2 separate regions of the Mus musculus genome follow, and region 1 is linked to region 2. The links are chromatin contacts, called in public promoter capture Hi-C maps. All regions are on one chromosome and are shown on one strand. Each heading gives the region's core, a stretch centred on a gene start, on an enhancer-like site or on the middle of the called end of the contact. The rest is flanking DNA. Distances are from core to core; before and after follow the strand shown. Region 1 holds the start of Orai3 (ORAI calcium release-activated calcium modulator 3). Region 2 holds the start of Asphd1 (aspartate beta-hydroxylase domain containing 1).

Region 1 (4,408 bases), core at 64-2,563, 820 kb after region 2:
ATGTGGGGATAGTACCCTCTGCGTAGGGTTGCCTCTCTCCCCTTCCCTCTACCCAGATTTCAGTTTTCCCCGACCTTGACTCCTTGAACGTCACTGAAAATGGCAGCTATTGCAAGGAGTAGGGGCCGCGGGTCTACCTGCTGTTAAGCTCGGTGGCCCAGGGGAGTGGTGAGGGGTAGCCCAGACCCCTGCCTGGCTCTCTACACAATACTTGAACATTCATCTGTACTGAAGTGTTACTTGAACCGGGGGAATCTCGGACTTGGGGGAGTGTGATGTGAGGGGACCAGCTTGACCGAGACTGGGCTATGGGTACCCAGTTTGGACTGTCCCACCCCTAGCTCTCTTGCATTACTGTCTTGAACAGCTCCACCCTTCACTTGAGTTGGGGTGGGGAAATGTCAGCTTAAAGATGGGCAAGATGGGACTCCTCCAGTTTGGCTCTTCCCATTCTTTCATCGTCATGGAAACTCGTGTCCCATTTGCCCAGGGAACTGCCACTCCTGGTTGCCATGGAAATAGCAGCCAATGGACACCTCCGGAAATCAGTGCTAAGACTGGAAACGGTCCCTCTTAGTTGCTGTGGGAACTTAGTAACAGACTCTTGGCACCTCCCCTCTTCCCACCCCTTTCCTTCTTCCAGTGTGGGGGTGGGGTCTCAAGAGCCTGAGGGAGGAGTCAGGTCTAGGTCCCACTCAACTTAGGCCAGGGGGAACTGGATTGTACTACATGGGGGTGGGGGGAGGGGAATCTATCCACATACCTCAGGTAACAGGAAGGTGCGCGGGTTGGGGGCGGGGGCTGGGCGGACCAAAGGCAGGAGGGGGGGCCTGGGGTTGGAGAAAGGCTTGACGGTGGGGCCGCTTGCGGGAGGGGAGGAGGCACCCCGGCGAGGGACAAGTGGGGCACCCAGCCGGGCTGGACCCCTAACCCCACAAGTCTGTACAATAAGGTTTGCTATAAAACTCAGAATCTAGCCGGGGCCGCTGACTTTTTGTGTCTGTCTGCGGTGTCGAGTCTGAGTGGTGGGTAGGGATGGTGGAAGGGGCTCCTTTGGTCTCTGGGAGGAAAATGGGCTTAATTTTCCTGAGATGACTGCTCAAAGAGGAGTGTGGAAGTCTGGACACCTGTGAATGTCCAGGTACATACACTGGGTGGTCTGAGGCCAGCAAAGTCCCAGCAAAAGCTGAGGCTGAGCATTCACGTCGTGGCCTGGGTTAGAGGGTCCCTTGAGATCTCTGCCCGTGGGCAGACTGCAGGGGTTCGTCTCACGGCTCCACCCAATCATGTGGTCACCGGGCTCCGCCCCTGCCCCAGTTCCTGTTTCGGCCCCTGGGCCTTCTAGACGCGTCCGTAACTGTTCCCGCTGGGTCTGCCTTGCCACCCAGGATGGGGTCCCACCCGCGCTTGGGCCGTCCCTTCTTGGGGATACAAGGCGCCTCGGCCCCTCCTTGACCATCTGCGCTTGTGGTGTAACTGCTCTCAGGATGAAGGGCGGCGAGGGGGACACGGGCGAACAGGCCCCGCTGAACCCGGAGGTGGACAGCCCCGCGGGCTCAGCCACGTACCGGGAGTTCGTGCACCGCGGCTACCTGGACCTTATGGGGGCCAGTCAGCACTCTCTGCGGGCGCTCAGCTGGCGCCGCCTCTACCTCAGCCGGGCTAAGCTCAAAGCCTCCAGCCGCACATCTGCTCTGCTGTCGGGCTTCGCCATGGTGAGGGGTGGGAGGGGGTACACGGGGTGGGTAAAGCACGTGGTGGGAGAAGTCAAGAAAATGGGTCCCCAGTACTGGACTGAATAAAAGGGTTTCTTTAGGATAAAAGAAGGAGCTAAGTCCCAAGGGACTGGAAAAACCCTTTATGTCGGGCACAGCTCTAGGAATATAAACAGACTGAAGATCGGTCCCAGAAATGCCGTGGAAGAAGGGAGTAAAGAGGTCAGCAGATGCAGACTGGTGGGGGGAAAGTCTGAAGTGGCTTAGTTACCAAGTCCTCGAGAGTTGAAAGGCAGTCAAAGCTGAATGAGAGCCTATATCAACCAGATCGGGGAAGGGGGATAGTGTATGTGAGAGTCATTTGACTGAAGGGCCCACCTCTCAGAAGGCACAGAGAATTGCCGGGAAAACTAAGAAACCATGAGGAAGCTGCTGGGGAAGGAAGCTGATCAGGGAGCTAGCAGATAAGTCTGATAAACTGCAGGTGTGGGAGGATAATGTCAGCTAACGGTCCCAGCAGTGGCCCCGGGAAGTGGAACTGAAGATTCCAGAGTGTGGCCTGCAGATGTGTCCTGGTTCCTCCCTACTTAGGGCCAGCTGTGCGGCCCCAAGTCGACATCCACTCCAGTTGCCATCTTTAGGAAGTTGTGACATCATAGAAGGTGCTGTCTCTGTGGTCTGCCAAGCTTTTGTCCAGGAGGATGTGGGATTCTTATGGAGACCCCCTAGAACTAGGTGTGTTAGAACAAGCTCCGCTTAGCAAAGGAGGCTCTTCTAGAACAGTGTGCTATCTAGACTACATGGAAGCTGCTGTTTAGACAAGGATGCTCCGCAGGGTATGGGTGTGGAGTGAAGCTCTGCTAGTTTCAGTTTTCTTCACACTTGGGGGGAGGGCACCCTTCATAATGTACCCTTGTGTAAATAGGCCTTGGAGGGAGCTAAGGTGAGGGCATATAAAAGTAACTTAGGTCAATACCTCCCTTTTTTCTGCAACCTCAATATCAGGACGAAAGAATCTGTAATCTTAAAGGTTGCTCTTGCTCTGTTGCTTGTAAGGGGCCCAGATTTCCCCCAAACAGCCCCATAGTTCCTGAGGACATTTGACTGAAAGGAATCAGCACCACAGAAAGAAGGGCACAGCAGCTTGTGTTTGAACCACGTGGCTCCGCCTGCTTCTAAAGGAACAGTACAGTGTGCAGCAGAAGTTGCAGAGCAGATCGTTGTGGTGTCAGTGTGAGAGGGCTTTCTCTGAGGAGCAGTAGGCTGAATGTGTAGGTTCTAGGACCGCCCCCAGTCCTGACAAAGAACCCTGGGTTGGACCCTGGGAGACACCAGAATTAAGCCTGGCCCAGATCCCTGTTTGTGAACACACCTGCCTACTATCTGCGGTGGCCCAATTCCCCAAAATACTCAGTTTTATTTTTGTAAGTACCACTGTATCCCTGCACCACAGTAATCTCGGGATCTGTAAGAAATGGGCCGGGCGTGGTGGCGCACGCCTCTAATCCCAGCACTCAGGAGGCAGAGGCAGGCGGGTTTCTGAGTTCGAGGCCAGCCTGGTCTACAGAGTGAGTTCCAGGACAGCCAGGGCTACACAGAGAAACCCTGTCTCCAAAAACCAACAAACAGAAATGGGAGATATCTTCCTAAACCCAGGTGGCCTGAAGTTAAAACATACAAATCATATTCACAGGCTGTGAATCTAGCCTAGTTCTAGTTGGTAGAGTATTTGCCTACCATTCAGGAAATCCTAGGTTCAATTTCCATTTAAACAACAACAAACATGGTATAGCGTATAGCACACCTATAATCCCAGCACTTGAGGTAATAAAAAAGAACAAACAAGGTTGTTCTTGGCTATACAGAGAGTCAAGGCTAGCCTGGGCTTCATGAAGTCCTATCTCAACAAACATTCAATGTTCAGTACCTGGTATAGTGGCAGTTGTTCATATAAGAAAAGGCATGTTAGACTGCACAGTGAGCTAGTGACAGGATTTTTGACTTCAGCAGCCTGGCTTTAAAGCCCAAACTTGTCCATCAACACAAATGTTTGCAAAGTTCAGGCTAGCTGGGTGGAGTCACGGTAGACTCCCTGACCTGTCAAACATGAGCAGCCATGATTCATCCTGCATAGTTGGCACATTGAATGCAGCCCCGGTGTGACCAGATATGACAAGCTTTTTAGATTGATCTGGAAACGTGAAGCTTATTGGAGTTTAAGAGATGGCAGTTACTACCTTCTGGGTTTTCTCTCTTTGTGCCTTAGACATTAGCATCAACTCTAACAGTCTGTGCCTGGCTCTAGTCATAGAATTTAATGTTTAGCATTAACTTTCTCACTGAGACTATTGTCCCCATTTTTCAGGTAGGAAACTGAGGGAGGCACTTGCTCAGAGATTACACAGTTGTTCAAGGTCATAGGACTGTAACCCTACTCAGGACATTGAAGTAGGGGGGTAGTGAATTTGAGGCAAGTCTGGACTAGTAGGCTGTTGTGAGGAAACTACAAATTGTAGAACTGAGAACAGACCCAAACAGCTCAAGATTTTTGCTTGCTTTGGGTCTATAGTGACTTTTCTTTCTTTTTTCTTTTCTTTTCTTTTTTTTTTTTTAAAGAGGGTCTCTATGTAGCCCTAACTGTGGCTTGGTACTCTTTAGTTCTGGGATTAAAGGCACTTGTCACTACACCCAGC
Region 2 (4,421 bases), core at 1,911-4,410:
TTTGTATTCAATGCTGGCTGAGGAGGTGGAGAAGAGGTCCTGACCACCACTCAGGCTGTCCGTGAGTGCAGCATCACTCAGCTCAGGTGCCAGAAGCGTCTCTCAAGGGTCTGGAGCGAAGACAAAGTCGAGAGCTTGGCGTTCTGCCCCAGCCACATTAGGATGCCAGAGGTCCACAATGAAGACCACTCGAGGCCCATCTTCAGGGGATCCTAGGGCACACAGGGATGGAGACAGCAGCTGATACCAGAACTCATGTGCTAGGATTCATAGTATAGACTGAGGAAAGCAAAGTCAGCACCAGGCCCTCACCAGTGGTGCATATTTGTTCATTAAGCCACGGTTTCATCCTGTAGCCCGGCCCTTAAACTCACCATCCTCCTGGCTCAGCCTCCTGAGTTTCACCATACCTGGCATTTACAGTGGTAGCTCTGTGTGCCCAAAACGGGTACATTTTATACCAGCTGACAGGCATGATATGATTAAATAAATGCCTAAGGTTTCACAGCAAGAGGATAGGGGTGCAGATAGTCTAGCTTATGGGCCTAGCCCATATGCACAGTCACCCGGTAAAGAAGGCAGATGCCCCACAGGTGATTGGAGGAGCTGTGGCTCGCCCAAGGCTGTGCAGTCCCAAAACAGTGCTGCTGAGAGCAGATTGGCTGGAATCCCTCCAGGTCTTTGGTCCCCTGACCCACCAGAATGTGAGTCCTATTACCATTATGAGCCACTGTGTGCAGGAAGGAGTCGTCCACCAGGAGGCAGTGCCCTTCAGCCCAGCACTGGGGCTCACCACCAACAACCAACTCACAACCAGGAGGGATCTTCAGGCCTGTGAAGAGAGAATGGGAATGGAATCCACCATTCCTGCCTGTGTTCAGGGGGCCTGCCCACTCAATGGGCCTCACAGGCCAGATTCTGTGGAAGTCCTGCTTTGGGAAGCATATCTGTCATTTGGAAGAAATCTCCCCTAAACCATCTCCTCCTGGACTTTCTGTCAATTCAGTTCCAGAATCTACTGTGTACTGGGCACCTCTCCCATGAGGCAAAACTAATGGATCCAGTCTGACCCCAGGACCTTAGTCGAGTGTGCTGAGAAAACAGCCGACTCTGACGTAAGTAAGACATTCCGGAAAGTCGTCCTTAAGACTGGGTAGTGTTCCCAACCTTATGAAGGTTAAAAGTCCAACATGTGCATGGTATCTCCAGGGAGCAGCCAAAAAGCCCTCACCCAGGGACCAGGGGTTGGGATGAGCCCTGAGGCAGAGGGGTGGTCCCTGAGAAGCCCCAAGTCCTGTAAACTGGCAGGGAAACTGTTCTGTAGGAACTCCACGTCATGCCTCTGGGTGTCACATGGCACAGAGGGGTGAAGGCAGGTCTGGTAGGAAAAGTAGTATGCCCCAAATCATAAGATCCACCCAGCTGGCAGTACACAGAGATTTATGCTAAGCTGAAGTCATAATATTTACTTTCCCAATTTTCTTTCAATCTTTAGAACATTAGAAAATCTCAGGGGGCTAGGGAGATGGCTCAGCGGCTAAGAGCACTGCTTGCTTTTCCAGAGGTCCTGAGTTCAATTCCCAGCAACCACACGGTGGCTCACAATTATCTGTAGTGAGATCCGACGCCCTCTTCTGGTGTGTCTGAAAACAGAAAATGCCAGGTTGGTGCTATTGAACACCCCACTAACATTGCTACTTATCAGCGAAGAAGCCTAAATAAAGTAGGCTACCTACTGCTCACACCTTTGATCCCAGAACTCAGGAGGTAGTGGGAGGCAGATCTTAGTGAGTTTGAGGCCAACTGGCCTGTATTTAGATTCCAGGCCAGTACTACATAGTGAGATGTAGATTATCTCACTATACTCCCTAGACTAAATAAAAGAGAAATAAGACCCAGGCTTGCCTCAGACTTGTGATCCTCGCCTCAGTCTCCCAGGTGCTGAGATTACAGGCATGCAAGACCATGCCCTGCTCCAAGCAGTCTCTTTTTACAATTTAAAATTCATTTTCTGGGTATTTCCTCTTCAGGGCAAGTAACACTGACCACTTACATTTCAGTGAGAATTTCTTTTAAGTTAAAAGGGGGGAGGGTGGCTGGTGGTTGGAGACAAAGAGTCAGCGTGGGACACTGTGTAAGCCACCACTGACTGGATAGATGCATAAAAACAGAACTCAGATCTGGTTGGGGAAGATTCTGAGAAAAGAACCAAAGTGCAGAAAGAGGTAGTAAAGTAGGAAAGATGGAAGGTTTGTAGACAGGCTATACTCACCCAGATGGCATCTAACCCGAGCATTGGTGGGTCCACAGCGGCCCTCAAGCCGGGCCCCAGGCAGTAGAACGGAAAAGCCAGCATTGCCGAAGGTATTGGCACTCATGAAGCTCCGTAGCCCCCTCAGTGCCCGATAGGCTCCTGGGCACCGCCGGCAGTTGCTGGGTTGGCATCGGCCTGCTTGGTACAGCAGGAGCTGGTAGCACCCAGGGGCCAGGGGTGGGGACCAGCCCCGAGGCAGAGGAGTAGTTCCTGAGAAGTCCCAGCTCACAGCCCCGAAGTCCCGCAAAATGGCGGGAAAGCTGCTCTGTAGGAGCTCCACGTCATGCCTCTGGGCATCACGTGGTACAAAGGGGGACGAAGGCAGGTCTGGTAGAAAAAGTAAGCCAGGGCGCTGAATGCCCATGACCCCTGCCCCTCCTGTGAGGCCAGAGCCTCCCTGAGCTGCCCGCCTCACCCTACCCATCCCAGCCCAGGAGTAACGCCTGGCATAGGCCCGAAGCCGCCTGCTCACTAGACCTTCTGCCCTGGGTCCTTCTCCAGAATCCCCAAGGCCCCTTGGGCCAGTCTGAGAACATACATCAGGCATACCACTAACACCCCCAGCTCGGCTCCCGGTCCCCAGGGCCTGCATGTCTTGGGAACCCAGTCGGTAGCAATACCAAAGGAACAGAGAAGTGAGGGCTCCGAGGAGCATAGTAAGGGCTGAGGAGCCTAGAGGCAGTGGCCATGGAAACATGATAGGCAAAGAGGCCCTGGCTAAGTGGCAAGCTGCATCTTGCAGACCCCAGCTCCCTGGTACCCCCAGTTCTCCACCTGACCCCTCGATGACTGCTTCCTGATTCCCTCCCTTCCACATCCCCACTCCTGTTCACTCCTCCTACAGGCCCCCCAACAAACCTTCCCCTCACTTCCCTCTTTCTTTCTCCCCTTCCTTTTCTATTTGTCTCCACTCGGAGATCACTCTTGTTCTCTCTTCCTTCTGTGGTTCCTCTCTCCTTTCCCCTTCCCGCAGTCTCCTCTTCCTTTCCTCTCTCCACCCTCAGTCTCCCAGTCTCAGCTGGTTTCTCCTCCCTCCACTCCAGCCCCCCTTTCCTTATCGACCCCTTCTTTTTCTTCTAGCTTCCCCTGACAACAGCGGTTCCTACTCCACCTGGCCCGCAGCCCCACTCTATAGCGGCTCTTTCTCTTTCCTCTCTCCTTGACCTGTCTTCTCCCTCGAAAGGGTCGGGTCTGTCCTCTCCGATTCCCGACCTCCTACACACCCCTTCTTGGGCGCCCACTCACCCTGACGTCACTCCTTCCCGCAACCCTCTCTGTTTAGCTACCCAGGACCCCTCCCAGAGGCAGCCGCAGCCCAGCCCTGCAAGGGGGGTGGGGGGAGACTTCTCTCTGGATTTGCCGCTCCAGACCCCCTCCCCCAGCCCTGACCGAGCGCCACGTGGGGTACAGGGACACAGTGCCAACCTCTAGCCGCCCCGCAATGCGAAAAGAAGGGCAGGGCAGACTCGGGGGCGGGGCGAGAGCCCTGACCCGCTCGTGAGGCCGGTGCTCTGGAACTGCGAGTCCGGCCGTGGGCCTGCGGGTCCCTGGAGAGGTCGGCCTGTGACTCCCCTTTCCCCTGGCTTGGCTACGCCAGAGCCAGCACAGAGCAAGACGCGGGTTCGCGAAAGCGGCTTCAGCCAATCAGTGGCTTCAAGGCCGCCCGTGCAGGCGGGGCCGGGAGCTGTCCTCGCGCCCAGGTGCTGAAAGGGCACTCGCTTGCTCAGTGGCAGAGCCAGTAGATCACGGGTGGTAGCCGCTAGGCTGCAGGTCTCTGTCAGGTCGCCTGCTAGAGAAGGGAGTCTCAACACATACCCATCAGGCTCCTTACAAACCTGGATACTCCCCATTTTCCTGCGGGAGGGGCGAGCCCATCCCACCTGAGCTTCCATAAAGGGCATAGTGAAGGCCCGCGGGGAGGTCCGGGTGTGGACAGAGGACATACTGGACAGGCCAGGAAGACGTGAACCAAGCTGTGCCTACTCTTGACACCTTAGGAAGACCAGGTGCAGATACCAGATGTTCTGGAATGGCGCCGGGAGGGAACCTAATTACTACTGGGACCAGAGTTTCCTTCCTCTCCCCTAGGGGCCTCGGGAAGTGCAGT

The links. Promoter capture Hi-C pulls out the DNA fragments that hold promoters and counts their contacts.
Region 1: a contact with region 2 is called in a promoter capture Hi-C map of neural stem cells. The contact joins the promoter of Orai3 here to the promoter of Asphd1 in region 2. A contact is called at or near these places in 1 of 39 promoter capture datasets (neural stem cells) and 1 of 115 datasets of contacts at active chromatin or transcription factors (double positive thymocytes).

Annotation. Positions count from the first base shown.
Region 1 is chr7:127,768,502-127,772,909 of GRCm38.p6, forward strand. Orai3 (ORAI calcium release-activated calcium modulator 3) reads left to right here and starts at 1,314. Exons shown (of 2, transcript NM_198424.3): 1 at 1,314-1,715. The coding sequence starts at 1,488. It overlaps Fbxl19 (F-box and leucine-rich repeat protein 19), which reads left to right. Exons shown (of 11, transcript NM_172748.2): 11 at 1-427.
Region 2 is chr7:126,945,999-126,950,419 of GRCm38.p6, forward strand. It overlaps Asphd1 (aspartate beta-hydroxylase domain containing 1), which reads right to left and starts at 3,161. Exons shown (of 3, transcript NM_001347657.2): 1 at 2,273-3,161; 2 at 719-832; 3 at 1-212. The coding sequence starts at 3,131. The coding sequence ends at 103. It also overlaps a transcript of Kctd13 not described here.